4 separate regions of the Mus musculus genome follow, and all the other regions are linked to region 1. The links are chromatin contacts, called in public HiChIP or PLAC-seq and Micro-C maps. All regions are on one chromosome and are shown on one strand. The core of a region is the stretch at or near the end of the contact, and the rest is flanking DNA. Distances in the headings are between cores, read along the strand shown. Region 1 holds the start of Shisa4 (shisa family member 4). Region 2 holds the start of Lad1 (ladinin). Region 3 overlaps Lgr6 (leucine-rich repeat-containing G protein-coupled receptor 6). Region 4 has its middle 13 kb from the start of Gm32835.

Evidence for each region. A called contact is a pair of places that touch in the nucleus more often than the background predicts. HiChIP or PLAC-seq counts read pairs in DNA pulled down with a chosen protein or histone mark.
Region 2: a contact with region 1 is called in an HNF4G HiChIP or PLAC-seq map of pancreatic cancer cells. The contact joins the promoter of Lad1 here to the promoter of Shisa4 in region 1.
Region 3: a FOXA1 HiChIP or PLAC-seq map of pancreatic cancer cells shows a contact between it and region 1. The contact joins the enhancer-like site here to the promoter of Shisa4 in region 1. A contact is called at or near these places in 4 of 39 promoter capture datasets (embryonic stem cells, hippocampal neurons, liver and 1 more), 1 of 484 Hi-C or Micro-C datasets (embryonic stem cells), 3 of 115 datasets of contacts at active chromatin or transcription factors (embryonic forebrain, embryonic stem cells and pancreatic cancer cells) and 3 of 9 other capture datasets (adipose tissue, embryonic stem cells and liver).
Region 4: a Micro-C map of embryonic stem cells shows a contact between it and region 1, with 2.2 times the contacts expected there. The contact joins the enhancer-like site here to the promoter of Shisa4 in region 1. A contact is called at or near these places in 16 of 39 promoter capture datasets (the 3T3-L1 cell line, 3T3-L1-derived adipocytes, HPC-7-derived erythroid cells and 10 more), 1 of 15 datasets of contacts at CTCF or cohesin (embryonic stem cells), 10 of 484 Hi-C or Micro-C datasets (the N1E-115 cell line, embryonic fibroblasts, embryonic stem cells and 2 more), 11 of 115 datasets of contacts at active chromatin or transcription factors (embryonic forebrain, embryonic midbrain, embryonic stem cells and 3 more) and 1 of 9 other capture datasets (embryonic stem cells).

What each region holds. Positions count from the first base shown.
Region 1 is chr1:135,373,633-135,376,384 of GRCm38.p6, reverse strand. Shisa4 (shisa family member 4) reads left to right here and starts at 1,322. Exons shown (of 5, transcript NM_175259.4): 1 at 1,322-1,496; 2 at 1,836-2,007. The coding sequence starts at 1,424.
Region 2 is chr1:135,817,258-135,820,009 of GRCm38.p6, reverse strand. It overlaps Lad1 (ladinin), which reads right to left and starts at 1,412. Exons shown (of 10, transcript NM_133664.3): 1 at 994-1,412. The coding sequence starts at 1,031.
Region 3 is chr1:135,017,760-135,020,511 of GRCm38.p6, reverse strand. The region is part of intron 6 of Lgr6 (leucine-rich repeat-containing G protein-coupled receptor 6); the gene reads left to right. Among named protein-coding and RNA genes, the nearest start is that of Ube2t, 57 kb to the right of the region's middle. Within about 2 kb of position 1,316, at least 49 of the 459 cell types and tissues checked have an H3K27ac peak or open chromatin away from gene starts, as enhancers often do. A contact at or near this core is called in adipose tissue, hippocampal neurons and pancreatic cancer cells, where this site is marked.
Region 4 is chr1:135,674,187-135,676,938 of GRCm38.p6, reverse strand. It overlaps a transcript of Nav1 not described here. Among named protein-coding and RNA genes, the nearest start is that of Gm32835, 13 kb to the left of the region's middle. Within about 2 kb of position 1,313, at least 57 of the 459 cell types and tissues checked have an H3K27ac peak or open chromatin away from gene starts, as enhancers often do. A contact at or near this core is called in embryonic stem cells, extraembryonic endoderm stem cells, liver and 2 more, where this site is marked.

The sequences.
Region 1 (2,752 bases), core at 73-2,572:
TCTCCTGGTGAAAGACTTTACAGTTTGTCAGTAACCTTGCAGGAGCAACTAGGAGCCAAGGCAGTAATGGGCAGGGGAATCACATCTTGCCTGGACCACTTAGTCAAATATCTTACTCTCTATTTAAGCTTTGCCCTTACTTGAGATGGACTAGGATCTTTGTGCCGAGACCCCTCTTGGGGTTAGAAGCACCCTTTCACACAAGGGTTGCCCAAGACCATCAGAAAACAGATATTTACATTACATTCATAACAGTAGCAAAATTACAATTATGAAGTAGCAATGAAAATAATATTATGGTTGGGAGTCACCACAGTTTGAGGAACTGTGTCAAAGGGTTGCCACAGTAGGAAGGCTGAGACCCACAGGACTAGGGCATGGAAAGGAATCACTAGATCTCCATGACCCTCTTTCCAGTGTGGCCATATTGAATACATTTCACTATTAATTTGGTTATTTTAATTGTCTATTGAGGGTAATTGTCTAAACCTGGCTCGTTGGAGCCCCAGGCTCTGACGCTGAGTCCTGCATCAACTCCACACGAGTTGGTAAAGGTACATTGACTTTCTTCTTTGAGACTTTCCACCTGTAACTAACTGTTGACCCTGATAGCTTATGTAGTATTTTTTGCAGGCTTGCTCCATGAAGAAAAAGAGTTTCCACTGTAAAGTGTTTAACTGGCTGTGTCTCAAGTGGCGGCGGCCACCCCTACCGGTGAGGAGTGAGGCTATAGTTGGAGCTGTCCATTCAGAGGGAGAAGGGGCCATCTCAGGAGCCAGTGCAGCTGCCAGGGCCCAGGCCCTGTGGGCACCGATGGGGACAAAGCTTCTCTGAACTTCCTCTCAATGGATGCCTGTTTCTAGGAATGGGGGCAGGGTGACGCTGCCCCATCCTCCCCCTGCAGGACGTCCAAGACTGGACACCAGAGCAGAGGAGGTCCCACACAAGGGAAGGTGCGGCCCTGCCCCTCCAGAGTTGGCCCATGAGCTGTTCATTAGGAGGTGGCACCAGGATCAGTGTTTCTGGGGTCTGGGATAATGATTGGTCTCAGGAGAGAGGCGGGCACAGGGTACTGCCAGGCCTCCCTGACCGCAGTGACCAGCTGTTGGCTGTGCCCTTAAGGGCTCAGACTAAAGGAGTCACCACACTGTTGTGGACAGAGAGAGCAGGGCTGTGTCTTGGGGTGAGGGGTACCAGGCCGGTGCTGAGGCTGGGTGGGCGTCGCTGGTGGGCAGACCCCTGGGCGGGGCCCTGGCAGGGTTACTGCAGGCGGGGCGTTAGTCCCGCCCCAAGAAGGCGGGAGAGGAGCCAGAGCCTGGCCGCGGGCTGGGCGGTGCTGCAGCTCCCGCCGGCCGGCTTCGTCCAGCTTTGTCCTGCGGCCCCTTTTCCAGGCCGTCCTGGCCGCGCCCAGCCCCCTCTCGCCATGCCGCCCGCGGGGCCCCGCGGGACCGCGCCGCTCGCAGCCGTCGTCCTGCTGGTGCTTGGGGCTCCTCTGGGTAAGGGATGGAGAGCGACACGAGATGGGTGGGGTGGGGCGAGATCAGGGAGAGGTGAAAGGGACCAGCCATGTCCTCAGAGGCTATCTTCCGGGTGTCCATGCCCCCCAGATGCTTGCGGTTGTTCCCGGAGCAGGAAAGAAAGGGCGCTGAGAGGTCAGGCAGCGGGAACCTGACCCCCAGGCGCGGGGTTCAGCTTCAGGGAGAAAGGGGCTTCTAGGACTTCTAGCTTAGGGTAGAAACAAAAGTGAGCTTTCAGCTTGTCAAGGCAGTGAGATTGAGGGTGGCTAGAACTGAATTGGACTGGTGTCCACTGGGCACCTCCACCCCTGCCCGCAGCGCTGGCGAGTGAGGACTGCTTGTGGTATCTGGACCGGAATGGCTCCTGGCATCCGGGATTTGACTGCGAGTTCTTCACCTTCTGCTGCGGGACCTGCTACCAGCGGTACTGCTGCAGGGACCTGACCTTACTCATCACCGAGAGACAGCAGAAACACTGCCTGGCCTTCAGGTGGGCTGCGGACTCCCACTCCACCCCCTCTCCGGAGGCCTCCTGCTGGCTCCAGTGCCCACCTCCACATTCTTAACTGCAGGAGTCACCAGGACTCCAAATGGTGACAGAGCTGGGTGGTTGGTGTTAGTTACCATGGGCTTGCCTGGGCTGTTTCCAGGGGCTTTCTGGATCCTGACAGGTCCTGGGAGGGAGTGTGCTGAGTTAACACTAACATTCAAACAGCAGAGTGCCTTGGTAGACGCTCTGGTGAGAGGGCAGGAAGACTTGGGTTTTGTTTCCAGGCTGGTGCACTGTGATCCAGCTAAGGCGCTTGCCCTCTATAGAGTACCGCTACCTTTTAAAATAATATGGAAGTTGCTAGCCCGGCCTGGTGGCTCGCACCTGTAATCCCAGCACTCAGAAGGCTGAGGCGGGAAGATCATCACTAAAGAGTTCCAGACCAGCCTGGGCTACAAAGTGAGACTATCTCAAAAACGATAACACCACCAAATAAATAAATAAATAAATAAATAAACAAACAAATAAGAAAAGAAAAGAAAAGAAAAGAAAAGAAAAGAAAAGAAAAGAAAAGAAAAGAAAAGAAACAGTTGCCAAAATTAAAAGTTTTGCTAATCCTTCCCCCATCCAGCCCAGGGCTAAGGGTAGGCCCTCAAACAGGCCAACATGCTACTTTAAGCTACACTCCCAGCCCCCAAATTAGTGGTTTCAAACTTTTTAAAGGGAGCTGCAAACACATAAAACT
Region 2 (2,752 bases), core at 163-2,662, 440 kb before region 1:
CAGCAGCTCTCAGTGTGAGAGATGCCTTGATAGGAGGTGGTACCCATACTGGGCTGCACCTGCAGTCGTAGCTCCGACCCCACAAAAGACCTGAAGACTGAAAGCCCACTTGAGAGAAGCCAAGAGGCCAATTTTACCCTGACTGGAACCTGAGGAATAGAAAGGACAGGGCTCTGGCCGGAGCCTCTGTTACCTTTAGGACAAAGGATGCCTTCCCAGTTAGGGACTCAGTGTGAGGAATTGGAAGAACGGATGCTCATTCCAACACTTCTGGAGAGGGAGGGGCAGCTCCAAGAGGAGCCACAAAGAGAGGGGCGGCCTCCTAGATACTGACCCCTCCTAGGCTTCTCTGACCCTGATAGGCTGTCCAGCAGGCAGAAATGGCAAAGATATTCTCTGACCCATTGAGATTCACAAACACAGATTGTAGCGCAGACAAGGATAACATCTTACCTCAAGTGGCATAGATACCACTCCAAATGTTGTGCTCAGAATTTGAGCCTCTCTTTGGGATGGGGTGGGGGTGCTACTTTCTCTGATTCTATTCACACACCCGGGTTCTGTTGACTCCATAAGGTGGGGCTAAAGGACACTTCCCAGATCCATTCTAAAACTCTTAACAGAGGCGCAGAGGCTGAGGGTCCGCTCAAGAATAAGTCTTGGGGTAACTCTTGAATTTTCCCAGCCCCCTAAAACGGTCCCTTGCCCTCACAGACAGTAGCACCCTGGGCTGTCCAGGCTGCGGAAAAGCCTTACCCTAAACGTACTGGTTAAGACCTAAGGGGACAGGAAGCTGAGAAGGAGCAAGGAGACCACCCGCTCTGTCACCTAGGGGGACCAGAGTTTGGTCTCAATTCTATCCCCACCGAAAAGCAACAAGACCAGTGTCTCACTTCGTCCGGAGAGCAGGCCTGTGTCTGGGAGAGGAGATCCGAAGGGGCACAGCTCCCACCCCCCAGCCTCGGGCCACCCGGCCCCTGTGGCTGCACTCACCTGGACAGCGCGGACCAGTCCTTTCTGCTGACCGACATGCTGCCGAGCCCCACGGCCGCCGCGTGCCGAGCTCCCTGCTCCGCCGCTCACCTGCGGCCCCTCCCCGCGCCAGGTAGGGTCACATGGCCGCTTATCTCAGCCCGGCTCGGCCCCGCGCCGCCGCGCTCCCATTCGCCGGCCGGAGGAGCGGCCTCTGAGGTGTGGGCGTCCCAGACAAAGCCGCGCTGATCACCGCTGGGGCGGGTCTCCCGCGCGGCCGCTCTGCGGGACGGTCGCACCGAGCTGCGGGCTGCACCCACGCCGGGGCTAGCGCGGGGCTGCTCTGCTGCCCCGGGCGAGGGCGGGAGACTTCCTGCTCAGAACCAGTTGGACCAGCTCGGCGCCGGCCCGCGTCTTCCCTGGGAGTCGCGGTCCAGAGTGCCAGGGAGTCGGGGAGGGGGTTGGGGGGAGGACGGAACCCAAAGATCGGGGTCAGGCTGAGCTCGCTGCCTGGAAATCGACTTAGCCGGCAGAAACCCAAGAGCTGGAAGGCAGGGAGAAAGGTTAGATCAGGTACCGTAGTCTTGGGTGTAGAGTGCCTGCAACGGTGAAGAAGTAAGGGGCTCCTAGAAAACACCCCGGGGGTCAGAAACTACCTGAAAGACTCGGCTTAGATAAGCAGACACTGCGTAAGAAAACCAGCCCCTCCTCAAAGGAGCTGAGACTCAAGCCCGCCAAAATAGAGTGGACACCGCTATGAAAAACCATATGCGCCAAAAGCACGGTCCTGTTCCTTGATACCCCACAGGTGTATAACTGTGTCGTAGGAAGAGGGTCCATAAGTAACTGAGATTAATACTGCAATAACCTGAGGCAACTCGGACACCACCCGTGGGAACCCGTGGGAACCCGTGGGCGAGCGCAGCACCAGCTGCTTTCCACTCGGGAACCTACCTCCTTACTGAATGTGTAAGGTCAGATACCTAGATGGGGAATTTTATTTTCCTTGAAAGATCAGAAATGGAATCAATAGCTGCTACTGGCACTGTTCAGAGAAGGCTGGGGTGCTGCCCAGCACACAGGATGGGATGTCAGAGTCTGGCCTGATTGCCTCTCGAGATCTACCTGCCTCTGCCTCCTGAAAGCTGAGGATGCTGGAATTAAAGGCAGGAGCCACCACTTCGAGCTGGAGGGGCCATTTTTGTAATCTACAAAGGAAACGAAGAAGGGGATGGGGGAGGAGTGTGTAATCAAAGGTGACACTGAACAGGAAGTGGGGTTAGCAAGAGCTTTGGGAAGCTGAACTGTGGGCCCAGAAGTGATTCACATACCTCTGCCCGATGTGAGAGGAACTGGGATTCAGGACAAGGATTCCAGAGTCAGGGATTCAGGTCAAGGGACAAGGATTCCAGAGGTCTTAGGGAGGAAGTTGACCAGAGACCAACAGAGGGTTTCTTGCCATTTGGACCTTATGATACTCCATTTGGGGACCTGTCTCCATATGGTCAAGCTGTCAACTGCATTCAACACCCATTTGAATTAAAGGTTTTAGAAAAAGCTGTCCAATAGTTCATTGGATGTTGGTGTGGGAGCTCGGAGAGACTTGGCACTGTGCGCCCCGTAGCCCATGGACAGGGGATGAGTGGGAAAGAGGAGGGAGGGAAGTTTCAATAACATGGAGTTGGAATCTGTGTCCATGTCCTGGCTTCCAAGCATTGAAAGGGAATCTCGCCTCAGAGTCGCCTCAACACTTTGCTGGGCACAGGTGTGCTCAGTAGCA
Region 3 (2,752 bases), core at 67-2,566, 360 kb after region 1:
ATTCCCATCTGTTCCCACTACTGTGCAAGGCTTAGACTATCTGCTCCTCCTCCATAGCTGTGACTGATGACTACACAGTTAGAACAGGCCAGTCTAGTCCTCTAAATCTCCATAAGAGAAAGTTCCTTTCCAGGAAGGCTGCGTAGTTCCTCTCAGAGTGATCCTTCTCCCAGGGTGACCTCCCAACTGTGCCCAGAGCAGATCAGAGTGTTAATGAGACAATGGGAGTCCTTAGGAGAGACCCTGGTTGTCCTACCCCCCTGGCCCAATGTATACTGAGTGGACCTACTGTGTGCTGATTCTGGAGCCTCCCTAGAGAAGCCCAACTCCTGGGTGGTGCTGAGATTGGATTGCAATTAACAGTGGGCCGGCGGGAGAGAGCACCTCCACCCTGGAATGTGGGGCTGTTTAGCTTTGCTGGGAAGTCAGGTGAGGATTGGGGCACAGATATGGAGTGAGTTGGCACCTCAAAAAAGCCAACAAGTAGCTGTTTCTTCACTTTTGGGGCACACTGCCTAACTCTTTCTCAATTAGCCACTGTCTTGCTGTGCAGGGCATTTGGCTCAGCGGCTGCTGGCTGAATTATAGAGCAGTCCTGCCGCTGCTAAGCACCCACTGTCTCTTTCATCTATCTTGGCCTCAACACACAAGGCCCCTGGGCTATGCCCACCTTGCAGATGGAAAAGCCAAGACCAAGAAACATGGAAAAGTCCTCCAACCTTTACAGTGTGGAGGCAGAAAAGCCCAGTGGTTATTCCCTTGGCACCAAGCAGCCCGGAGCCCTTACTGCCGGTTCTCCCAGCTGTCTGAGCTCAGCCGTTTGCCTTTCAAAGAGTCTTAATTTTCTAACCTATAACATAATGTCACAGGGTTGTATAAAGTTGTTACAGAGTCTGGCAGATATATAGGACCCTCCCCTCCTCCCTGTTTTCTTCCTCAGCCCTCTGTATGAGGCTTCATCTCCATGACACCCCATTTCCTCCCCACCCTCGAAGAGCAAGCCCTTCTTCCAACTTTTGATCTCCAATTAAAGCGGGGGTGGGGGGGAGTGTGTTCTTTCTCTTCTGTTCCCCAGAGCGTTTTCTTGGGGAGCCTGCAGGGGAAGGCAGATGTGGAGGAGGAGGAGCGGCTGCGAGAATGAAAGGGGGAAGAAATGATAGGCAAGTCTTTTAATTGTTGCATAATTGGCGTACTCGGCAGCCTTGGCTATTACTTGGGAGCTTTCATGTGTACTTCTTGCTGGAAGGGTACTTCTCCCTCGGGCCCTGTAAATCTCTGCCACTTAGACCTCTCTCATCTCTGGCAGCAGAGGGAAGATCAAACCCCCACAGCCCAGGCTGTGGTTTGGCTCACGCTGTGGTTTGGCTTCTCTGCAGCCTGCTCTTCAGAGCGAGAGCAGCCCCCAGCTTTGCCACCTGGGAGGAGGGGCCAGGTGCGGGCATGGACATGCGTGGCCACACAGGCTCTCAAACTAGGCACATGCAGCACACACAACGTAGCTCATGTCCTCTGCCACCCTCTTTCCATGCTGCCAATCCTTCTCATACCACCACAGCAGAGGTGTGCCCCCCCAAATGTACCTGTGTAACTCAGCTTCTTGAAAGTTCTCATGGATGAGGACCAGGCTGCCAGTTCTGCTGCTGTAGGCTGGGCCAGCAAAAGTACACGCCCTCCCTTCTGGGAGCAGGAGGCTACCCTAGATGGATGTGGTGGCACATGCTTGGAACCTCAGCACTCAGAAGGTAGAGGCAGGAAGCTCAGGAGTTCAAGGCTAGCTTGTGCTACATGAAACTTTGTCTCAAACAAAACAGAAAAGGGGGCATACAGGTCGTGTACCACACAACCTTTATTCTAAAGGAGCTTTGAGCAGAGTCTAGGGTGGGGCTCTGTTATGGCCTCTGTTGATGGACAGAATTACACAGCTCTGAAGAACAAACCTTGCTGTGCTCTGAGGAGTCCGGCATTCACAGAGGGGATGTTTCTCACAGTGTGGTCGTCACCATTCCAACCATTGCCAGGAAGCCTGAGCTTTATGCAGACCAGACTTGCTTAGTCCTGCAGCTACAAGCCTTTGATCTCCCACAGTGAGGATGACCACCGCTTTAAGGGAAACTCCAAAGCAGAGGTGGTCGAACCATCTGTCTCTAAAGTAGCAGGTCCTCTTTCCACGTTAGGCCCTCAGGTCAGTTCCAGGACTCCCTAGGTATATAGGTTGGGATTTAAAAGAAATCTAGGTTGAAAAAAAGAAAGGAAAAGAAAAGAAAAGAAAAGAAAAGAAAAGAAAAGAAAAGAAAAGAAAAGAAAAGAAAAGAAAAGAAAAGGTTCCAGGAAAATTCTCCATGAAACCAGGTGCCAATGTACGTTGGTCCGTCACTAGAATTTCAAGTTTGGGAAACACAGGCAGCTATGCCAGACTGAAAACCCACAGTATTCAAAGCCCCAACTATATATATACTTAACTGAAACAGGGATGGTTTGGGAACCCTGATTCCATCCTCAAGGGCCCATATCTGAGAACTTGATGCCTACATCTTAGCAGAACCCAGAGTGAGGGGGGGTTCAGGAACCTGTACAAAATAGCACCTCCCTTCCTCAAGCCCGGGCAATGATCTCTGGGCCTTGCTATGACCTTGTTAAATCTGGCCCATGTGGAGGCAGAGCTGGCTGGACATTCCCCTCTGGAAGAGGGCCTGGTCCTGAGTGAGAACAGAAGCCTTCTGGCTTGGCTCCCTCTCTAATCAGGACCAGCCCT
Region 4 (2,752 bases), core at 64-2,563, 300 kb before region 1:
TTCTGAAAATCTAGACTTCCTTACAAATAAAAAGGAAATGCCCTCTTTCTTTTTTGTTGTATATGATTTTCATTTAAATCAAAATAAAATTTACCAACAGTCATGTGAACAGATCGTAAGTGTCTGGTTTGATGTGTTTTTGACGACACAGAACTGTTCCAAGAGCCTATCCCCCGTCCCCGTCCTTTTCATCAGTAGATAACCCCCACAGCTGTGTCACAGAGCTGATGTGTATCGCCATAAATTAGTTTTGTCTATAATGAATTCTATAAGAACGAATAGTGGAATGTGTTCTAGTTTGAGTCTGATGTTTTAGCCGAGCATAAATTACTTACAGGTAAAAGAAATTTTTTGGTTCTGCCAAGTTTGATAGACACATCCTCCTTGAGCTGTAGGATTTGGTTTGTGTTGTGTTGTTTGTGTTGTTTCTGCACAGTCTCACAGTGTGATCCAGCCTCGGCTCAGACTTGTAGCAATCCTCCTGCTTATCTCCGTGCATTCTGGGATTGCTGACATAATCGAACACACTCAGCCCTTTGCGTCTTTTCGTTTCTGATATGAAAGGACCACAGCTTATAAGCTGTGGTCCTTAATTACACCACCGGGCAACTGTGATACCCATCGGGGTTCCGAGGGCTCGGATACACCAGTAGGGAGATGAGCATGGTCTTTGTACTTGGGAGGGTAAAGTCAGGTAATCACAACTTCCAGGCAAACCTGGGCTCCACTGTCAGTCTGAGGCCAGCCTGGGCAACTCAGTGCAACCCAACCCAGGGAGGGTGAAAGGAGAGAAGAGTAAAAGCAATTGTGGCAACCCTTAGAGGAGTCCTAGACGTGTCCTTGTTGACTTTGTTTCTAGACCATCTTTGGTTCCTATGGTGACCTTCCATTCTGTTCTAGACTGCAGCCACCTCCACCCTGTGCAGTGCAGACTCTTCCTCGGTAGAGGGTGGTGTGCTCTCTCCAAGTTCACTGGTCTGTATTGAACTGGTGTGTGTCAACAGGCAGGTGTGTCTGTCCCTGCCTGTGAAAGACAAAGGGGCCTGAGCAGAACAGGGTCCTGTTGGTGACGGAGAGGGTGGAGACCCCGAGGGGGGCAGCCGGCTAACAGGGGTATTGTCCCAGGCGGGGGTGGGATTGGGGGTTGTGTGTGACTGTGCACGGTTGGGAACCCAGCACTCAGCATGAGTCTGATTCACAGGGAGCGTTGATAAAGCAATGTTGATGACTAATGGTCTGGAAAAGGGGAGCTGGGGCAACAAACCCACTGCCACACTCCAGCTATGGAAGGTCTGAGCTTAGCCCCGCTGGGAGAGGAAGGACAGATAAGGTTTCACAAAGGAACACCCAGCAGGGTGGAGCGATTGCGGTCTGTGGGAGATACACAATGGCTGGAGAGCCAAGAGCAGGAGCAGTATTTTTAGAGGATCACTGGCCTAGGAGTGGAACCCTCTGTACCCCTTGGTGCAGCTCATGTAAGCTTCTTTCCTCTTAGAGACCTCCTCCCTCAAGCCGGTGTCATATCAGGTGTCCTGTGGCCGCTGTAACAAACTGGGTGGCAGAAGCTCATCAGTATATGGTGATGCCTGTAATCCCAACATGCAGAGGCTGAGGCAGGAGGATAGAGTTGGAGGCTAACCTGGACTACACAGAAAAGCCCCGTCTCATCGGGGCTAGAAAGAGGGATGGCTCAGTGGTTAAGAACTTTGGCTTTGCTTACTAAGGACCCGAGTTTGGTTCCCAGCACCCACTTGTAACTCTAGTCTCAGAGAATCCAATGTGTTCCTCTGGCCCCCAGGCAGGCAGATGGTATACATACATACATACATACATACATACTACATACATACTACATACATACATACATACATACATGCAGAAAAACAGCCATACACATAAAATAACTGAATAGTTTTGATTTTTTTAAACTCTTTTATTTACATGTATGTCTCTCCAATCCCAACAAGTAAATCTAAAAAGAAAAAGCTAGTTTCGGTAGTGCGTTCTTTAATCCCAGCAGAGGCAGGTCTACATAGAGAGTTCCAAGCCAGCCAGAGTCACGTGGTGAGACACTGCCTCAAACACAAACAAACAAGCTATTTTGTATAGTGTCTCAGAAAACTGAACAAACAACAAGATTCCTCCAAGAAGTTCATTTGTTTACGGTTTTAGCAACTGAAAGTCTAAAATCAAGATAACAGTAGGGCAAGGGCTGGAGGGCTAGCTCAGTGTTGAGACCACTGGCTATTCTTTCAGAGAACCCATATTCAATTTTCAGAACCTACATGATGGCTCACAACTGTCTGTACCTCCTGTTCCAGGGGATTCAACATCCTCCTCTGGCCTTTGTGGGCACTGGGCATCAACATGGTACACAGACATGCATGCAGGCAAAACACCCATACACATACAATGACAAATAAGTCCTTAAAAAACAGTAGTGTCACATTCATACCATGAAACCCACAGCGAAGAGTCCCTCTTGCCTCTTCTCACTGCCAGTGTTTGCCAGCACTTGGCCTCCCTTGGTCTGCAGATCCATCAATCCAGACTTCCTCTCCATCACTATGGTCCATCACTATGGAGACCACATGGTTTTCCTGTGGCCCTCTCATATTGTCTGATTGCTGTGTGTGTCTGTGTCCAAATGGCCCTCTTGTTAGTACAGAGGTCATATCGGGTGAGAGACCCACTTCCTACCTCGACCAGACGTCATTTTAACCAATTATATCTGCCATGACCCTACTCCAAA